Regions from separate parts of the Sus scrofa genome. Here region 2 is linked to region 1. A link is a contact called in public HiChIP or PLAC-seq data. All regions are on one chromosome and are shown on one strand. The core of a region is the stretch at or near the end of the contact, and the rest is flanking DNA. Distances in the headings are between cores, read along the strand shown.

Region 1 (3,872 bases), core at 247-2,746:
TTATTCTTTATGTAAGTGAGCAAGGGACATTAGAGATTGTGATTGGGTGGTAATCATCAGTGAGAAGGGCCAGCCTCCTCCTGAGAAGCACACATTCATTTAATGGATAAATATTAACTTAGCAAATAATTATTAACCACTTCATAAAGAAAAAAGTGAATATTGCCATTTAATTGAACTATTTTAAAAATGTTTTTTCAATAAAGTTTTATTTTTGCCTTGTTATGTGTCTTGCACATTCTCCCTGTTATTCCAACATAAAATATGTTATCCAACATATTTTATGCTTTATTATTGCTGTTCCAATTGTAAATGATTTTTTCATCACTTTTTCTAATTGTGAATGCACCTAACCTTTCATTACATTTTCACACACACATACACGAAAATTAATAATTTTGTTTTTTTTAATCTGGTCTATTTTGCAAATACTATGTCTAATTTTTTTGTGTCTTTTTCAAATTTTTAGATAAACAAATACATTGTCTGCAAATAAAAATTAAAGGACTACAAGTGTCAAGTGTGATGACCATGTGGAGCAAATAGGACTGCTGTTCTATGTGAAATTTGTACAACTATTTTGAATAACATTATCTAGCAAAGGTGAAAATACACAGCCATGACCCAGTAAGTCCACTCTTAGCAATTACCCTGGAAAATAATAATGTGAATATGCATCAGGATATAAGTAAAGAATATTCATAGCAACACTATTCATAAATGTTCCAAACTAGAAACACCCCAAATATCCTTTAAAATTGTATGGATAAATATGCTGTGATCTATGCTTATAACAGGATTGTAAATAACAATAAAAAGTAAGAATCACAAAGATGCACACACAGTTATAAATTTCACAAAAATAATAGCGAGTGAAAAAAACTAAACTCAAAAGAATACATATTCCGGACACTTCTCTCTTCCATTCCCCTTTTTTTACATCCTGGATGTCTGGTCACAGGCCTCTGACTAGACTCATTCCTCAGTTTTTTCTCCTGATCACTTCAGGATGCATTTGGGACTAGGCCACTTTGCTCAGGGACCTGCCTAGCTCTTGCTAACTCCTCCAGAATACCCATAACCAGAGGATCCCACACTCTGAGCCCTTTGTCACATTCAAAAAACTCCTATAAAAAACTTAATGGCCCAGGAACACATGGGAGCTGCCCATCCAGTGTCCCTCACTGTTGGCTGCCTGGACCCTGAGGCTGCTAGACCCTCCTGCTTGGTCCTCTCAGACACACCTGCCCATCTACTTCGAGCCTGCACTTACTTTTCCATTCAGATACCAGGCAGTTCTCTTAGCTGGACTTATTTAATTCTCACAGTTAGCCACAGGGGTGGATTGAGCCAGGCCAACCCAAGGTTGAGAAGAGAATTAAATGGGCAACACACTTCCAGCAGCTGCTGAATAAACAGCAGCTTCCCTTGGCTGACACTCGGGCAAGTCTTACTGTCTGTGTTCTGTGTGAGTTTCCTGTTTCTGAAGCTGTTTTGGAATCTTCCTTAGAGTGAAACAGCCCAAAACAAAACCCTCATTGTTGAAACGTACAAGTAAATTTAGTCTTATTTCATCATCAGGGATTGCGTAATGAACCGGGGAATGCAAAAATAGCAATGACCACGACACAACAAGTGAAAAGGAAACTAAATACGAGTAGCTAAACTGCATTTGAAGAATGAGGCTGGGACTCCCCTCTGCCCTGGTGTCTTGGCCGAGTTGAGGGCACCGAATGTTTGTAGAGAAAAGGATTCTCCTGGCTGCCTGCAAGATGCCTGCGTCATTCTGGTGGAAACTGTTAACTTCTAAACCCAAGGGAGAACCAAGAAACCAGTGGAGGGGAGGCGTGTCCTTTTAGGCAGCTGGTATGTGTGACAAGTATGAATGGCTCTGTTTAAGATTCTGGGTTATTTGCTGCAACATGCTTGGCCCAGTCATCCTAGTGAATGGGCTATCTCTCCTCTCCCTTGTGCAGTGGTTGAGCTAGCACTAAAATGTGTCCTGGACAGCTCTTTTGGAACCACCTCATCTTCCTGACCCAAACCCAGAACATCAGGGAATTGTCTTCTAACCAGATTCAAATAGAAGAGCTAATAAGTAAGGAGCACTGAGTAAGTGCCTGGTACAATTCTGAGCACATTACATAAGTTAAAGCAATTAATCCTCACCACAGTTTTATGAGGTGATATTATGAGCATATTAATTTTACAGATAAGGAAACTCGGCAGTTTTCCCTTCCTGTGTTAAGAAATTTAACAGTAGCAGCCTGGTCTCCAAGTCTTAGCAGGAATATTCAAGGCCTATTGCAAGCTTCCCATCTCTCATTTCTAGATCCCTTGTAGGGAACAAAACTTCATCCTGTTCCTAGCTCTTATTTCTTAATTTCTTATTAATTTCTTCTTTTAATAAAATGTCAGATTTTGCCAACCCTTTGATTTAGCTCCTATTTCCAAATGGTCTGCACATCTTCTCTGACCCTTCTCCCATTGTCCAATTCTTTAACTGTCTTTCTAGATCCAGCTATAAGTCCAAAAGTCCCAATTATTTGATAATGCCTCTTCATTTTATAACCTGTCTTCATCCTATGGCTCCCTGCAAACAGCACTTCCATTAGAATATTCATCATTTTGTTCTGTAATTGATGGTTTATTTTTTCTGTCTCTTCCAGAAAATTAGACTTTCTAAGTCTGAACTTTGTATGCTTAGTCATGAGCGCAGTGTCTAGCAAATGTCAGGAACTTAAGTATTGCGGGTTTTTTGTTTGTTTGTTAGGTTAGTTGGTTTTTGTGTGTGCATGTGTGTGTGTGCGTGTGTGTGTGTGTGTGTGTTTTGCTTTTTAGGGTCGCAACCACGGCATGCGGAAGTTCCCAGGCTAGGTGTCAAATCAGAGTTACAGCTGCTGGCCACAGCCACAGCAACACAGGATCCCAGTTGTGCTTGCCATCTGCACCACAGCTCATGGCAACACTGAATCACTGACTTACTGAGCAAGGCCAGGGATCGAACCCATATCCTCATGGTTACTGGTCAGATTTGTTTCCACTGCACTACAACAGGAACTATTGGAACTTAAGTATTGTTGATTGAATAAATACTATGCTAGCACTACGTGCTTTGATGAGCTGCTGACTACCAAATTATGAGGGGTTGTCTCAGCACTGTTTGCTGAGAGTTCATTTCATAAGTTCTCCTGACAAGAATTCAACTACCTGATATATTCATGAGCACATTGTTAGGCAATGTGAACAAAGGAAGAAAAATAAAATTCAAAATAGAATATAGCTTGTTTTGATAAAATTTAGATATTGTTTTAGACAATTTTGTCCCCAGTGCATGAGGGTCTCCTTGCTACTTCTCAGATACTTTTCAGTATAATTTTGCATCTAAAAGAAATAGAAATTCATCATCAAAAGTTTTTAAACAGCAATATAGGTCTTCACTGAAGTATCTTGAAGAGAGATCAAAGTTGGAAGTTATATCATAAAACTATTCAATAAAACATGTTTAGCTCCTGTTTTAACAGGGCTTGGAAAAAGATGGAAAACTAATCAAATCATTGTACAAGGCTATTATAACCTGATAATAAAATCAAAAAAGAAAATCATAGAACATTCTAACTTATGAAGATAAAAATACTATGTTAAATATTAGCAAATCAACCCAAAATTGTATTATAAATAAACAAATGAGGTTTATCAAGGACATTAATGATAATTCAAGAGAAGAAAATCGGTTCACGTAATTCACTACACTAGTATGTAACAAAGAGAATAAAGAAGTACAAATCTCTATAGGTGCCCCAAACCCCTAAAAAGGTTTTAAAAAGCTAAACCTTGGCCTACTGAGGCTTAAGGAAAGAGTTTAAAGCTGA
Region 2 (3,929 bases), core at 189-2,688, 130 kb before region 1:
TGTTTCCTGAGGTGGGCTTGTATTGCTATAAACTTTCCTCTTAGAACAGCTTTTGCTGCATCCCATAGGTTTTGGAGTGTCGTATCTTCATTGTCATTTGCTGCCAGGTATTTTTTAATTTCCTCTTTGATTTCTTCCATGATCCATTGGTTGTTTAGTAGCATGTTGTTGAGTCTCCACGTGTTTGTGTTTTTTCAGTTTTTTTCTTGTTGTTGATTTCCAGTCATATAGCATTGTGGTCAGAAAAGATGCTTGATATGATTTCAGTTTTGTAAAGTTACCAAGGTTGGATTTGTAGCCCAGGATAAGATCAGTCTTAGAGAATGTTCCATGTGCACTTGAGAAGAATGTGTATTCTGTTGCTTTTGGATGAAATGTGCTATAAATATCTATTAAGTCCATCTGGTTTATTAAGTTCATTCAGGGCCTGTGTTTCCTTATTGATTTTCTGTCTGGTTGATCTGTCCATTGCTGTGAGTGGGGTGTTAAAGTCCCCCACTATGATAGTGTTCTTGTCAATTTGTCCTTTTAAGGTTGATAGCAGTTGCCTTATATATTGTGGTGAACCTGAGTTGGGTACGTAGATATTTAAAATTGTTATATATCTTTTTGGATTGATCCTTTGAATTATTGCTTCACTGCTTTACAGGGTCTGCTGATCCTGCTGCTTTTGCTGCTTCTGCTTCTCCTTTTTCCTGTGCTTCTCCTTTCTGCAGCTGAGTTTCCTTTCCTGACTTTACCCCTACTTCTGCTTCCCAGCTTTACAGGGTCTGCTGATCCTGCTGCTTTTGCTGCCTCTGCTTCTCCTTTTTCTATGCTTCTCCTTTCTGCAGCTGAGTTTCCTTTTCCTGACTTTACCCCTACTTCTGCTTCCCTGCTTTACAGGGTCTGCTGATCCTGCTGCTTTTTCTGCCTCTGCTTCTCTTTTTCCTGTGCTTCTCCTTTTTCTATGCTTCTCCTTTCCGCAGCTGAGTTTCCTTTTCCTGACTTTACCCCTACTTCTGCTTCCCTGCTTTACAGGGTCTGCTGATCCTGCTGCTTTTGCTGCCTCTGCTTCTCCTTTTTCCTGTGCTTCTCCTTTCTGCAGCTGAGTTTCCTTTTCCTGACTTTACCCCTACTTCTGCTTCCCTGCTTTACAGGGTCTGCTGATCCTGCTGCTTTTGCTGCCTCTGCTTCTCCTTTTTCCTGTGCTTCTCCTTTTTCTATGCTTCTCCTTTCTCCAGCTGAGTGTCCTTTTCCTGACTTTACCCCTACTTCTGCTTCCCTGCTTTACAGGGTCTGCTGATTCTGCTGCTTTTGCTGCCTCTGCTTCTCCTTTTTCCTGTGCTTCTCCTTTTTCTGTGCTTCTCCTTTCTGCAGCTGAGTTTCCTTTTCCTGACTTTACCCCTACTTCTGCTTCCCAGCTTTATAGAGTCTGCTGATTCTGCTGCTTTTGCTGCCTCTGCTTCTCCTTTTTCCTGTGCTTCTCCTTTCTGCAGCTGAGTTTCCTTTTCCTGACTTTACCCCTACTTCTGCTTCTCTGCTTTACAGGGTCTGCTGATCCTGCTGCTTTTTCTGCCTCTGCTTCTCCTTTTTCCTGTGCTTCTCCTTTTTCTATGCTTCTCCTTTCTCCAGCTGAGTGTCCTTTTCCTGACTTTACCCCTACTTCTGCTTCCCTGCTTTACAGGGTCTGCTGATTCTGCTGCTTTTGCTGCCTCTGCTTCTCCTTTTTCCTTTGCTTCTCCTTTTTCCATGCTTCTCCTTTCTGCAGCTGTCTGTCTTTTTACTGAGTCTGCTCCTGTCTGTGATTTCCCCTCTTTCAATTTCTGCTGATTCCACTGCTTTATTTTCTGATTCTACCCCTCCTTTTCCTGGTGATGGTTTTCCCTTTGCTGATTCTGCTTTTCTTTTTGCTAATGCTGATTTCCCTCCTGATGTTCGTGTTGGCCCTTCTGCCACTTGTACTTCCCCTTATTGGTCTTCTACTTGTTCATACATCATTTCTGACCTCCTTTTAACTTCACTTCTACATGACCTTCAATGGCTACTGCAACCCTGGCTTCACCCTTTGGCTCCACTCAAAACTGCTATAGTGTCTCATGTTTTCAATTTCACATTACCTCTCACCTGAAAGAAAAGGTGGGGGATATATTATTAAAGTCATGGTACTGTGTCCTACATACCTGGTTAAGCTATGGATTAGCTGTTACTTCAGGTGCCCACCTGTGGAGCAGTTAGCTGTGGTCCAGGCTGAGGTGAAGAAGTAGAAGATCATGTGGAATAGAACACAACCATTTAGTGCCACAGAAACTGAAAGTAACCCATTGTCCTTAGAAGGAAATGTACCTCAGTGGCAGTAATTGTCTCCTCTTCCAGAAATGGACTAAGGATTGCATGAGCAATAACGCAATAGATAATAAGGTAGAATAAGTTACTCTTTTTAGGAAGCTAGGTAAAGAGACATGAGAGAGTATGGAAGAGAGTTAAGTAGCAATGTGGAACATTTCTGTCCAGACGAGAAGGAAATACTGGAGACAAATGAGAAACAGAAGAACAGATGGAGCAAAGTTTGTAGCAAATGGAGTTTACTTTAAGAGCACAGAATTGCAAGGTTGAACACAATTAAAGGTGTGACATCAAATCCTTTGAAACTAGAAGAATGGAGGGAATGTTGGCATTTTCTACTTTCGTGATGCTATTGAGGTGTTTCATTATTATTTTCCCTTTCTGTTGCAGGTCCTGAATCTGTGCCTCCTTCCCTTCTCAAAGTAGTGATGAAACCCATAGCAACTGTTGGGGAAACCTACCAGTATCCTCCTGTGAACTGGGCTTCACTCCTCTCTCCACTTATGAGGCTAAACTTTGGTAAATATCAAGTGTTTTTAACATCTTCAAATTCTGCTTTTAGGATGTGACCTGAATAGAAAATTAGATTGGGAGTTCCCATCATGGTACAGCAGAAACGAATCCGACTAGGAACCATGAAGTTGAGGGTTCAATCCCTGGCCTCGCTCAGTGGGTTAAGGATCCGGCATTGCCATGAGCTGTGGTGTAGGTTGCAGACGTGGCTCAGATCTGGTGTTGCTGTGGCTGTGTCATAGTCCAGCGGCTACAGCTCTGATTAGACCCCTAGCCTAGGAACTTCCATATGCTGTGGCTGTGGCCCTAAAAAGACAAAAAAAAGAAAATTAGATTGTATGTCACAATTGGTAGAGACTAGACGGACCTTGGACCTCTGGGATCCTGAGGTTTGTCTTCTTGGATGGGACAACTGGGTTACTTTCTTTGAGGAGGGGGATGTCTGAAGATCCAAATTAGATGCACTCATCAAAACAATGCCGACTGAGATGTGTGTGTTGCTGGGTGTGTGGTGCATGTCCCAGAAAACCTGATTTGATGGTTATCAAATTGCATTTCCAGAACCTAGTTTCAAGGAAACGCCCTATGGGATGCTGTACTAGTTTTTTATTGATGCTGCAACAAATTACCACATTTACTGACTTGAAATAACACCAATTTGTTATCTTATAGTCCTGTAAGTAGGAAGGCCAAAATGATTCTCACTGGGCTAAGACAAGGTATTGGCAGCACAGCATTCCTCCCTAGATACTGAGAGGAATATTGTGGCCTGAATGTTTGTGTCCCCTAAAGAGTCATATGTTAAGATCCTAACCCCCAATGTGATAGTATTAAGGGGTTGGGCCTTTGAGGGTGATTAGGTCATGAGGGTGGAGCCCTCTTGAATGAGATTAGTGCCCTTATAAAAGAGGTCCCCACAGAGCTCTCTAGTCTACAATGTTTGGACATAGCAAGAATCAGCAGTCTGCAAACCAGGAAAGAGCTCTCACCAGAACCCAGCCATGCTGGCACCCTGATCTTGGACTTCCAGCCACCAGTACTGGGAGTAATACATTCCTATTGTTTATAAACCACCCAGTCTGTGGTATTCT

What was found. HiChIP or PLAC-seq counts read pairs in DNA pulled down with a chosen protein or histone mark.
Region 2: a contact with region 1 is called in an H3K27ac HiChIP or PLAC-seq map of alveolar macrophages. The contact joins two enhancer-like sites. A contact is called at or near these places in 1 of 47 Hi-C or Micro-C datasets (blood) and 1 of 2 datasets of contacts at active chromatin or transcription factors (alveolar macrophages).

The regions. Positions count from the first base shown.
Region 1 is chr1:201,835,490-201,839,361 of Sscrofa11.1, reverse strand. No RefSeq gene overlaps it. Among named protein-coding and RNA genes, the nearest start is that of IFN-ALPHAOMEGA, 5.7 kb to the right of the region's middle. Within about 2 kb of position 1,496, at least 37 of the 83 cell types and tissues checked have an H3K27ac peak or open chromatin away from gene starts, as enhancers often do. A contact at or near this core is called in alveolar macrophages, where this site is marked.
Region 2 is chr1:201,966,955-201,970,883 of Sscrofa11.1, reverse strand. FOCAD (focadhesin) reads left to right here. Exons shown (of 43, transcript XM_021063120.1): 35 at 2,716-2,844. Among named protein-coding and RNA genes, the nearest start is that of HACD4, 83 kb to the right of the region's middle. Within about 2 kb of position 1,438, at least 2 of the 83 cell types and tissues checked have an H3K27ac peak or open chromatin away from gene starts, as enhancers often do. A contact at or near this core is called in alveolar macrophages, where this site is marked.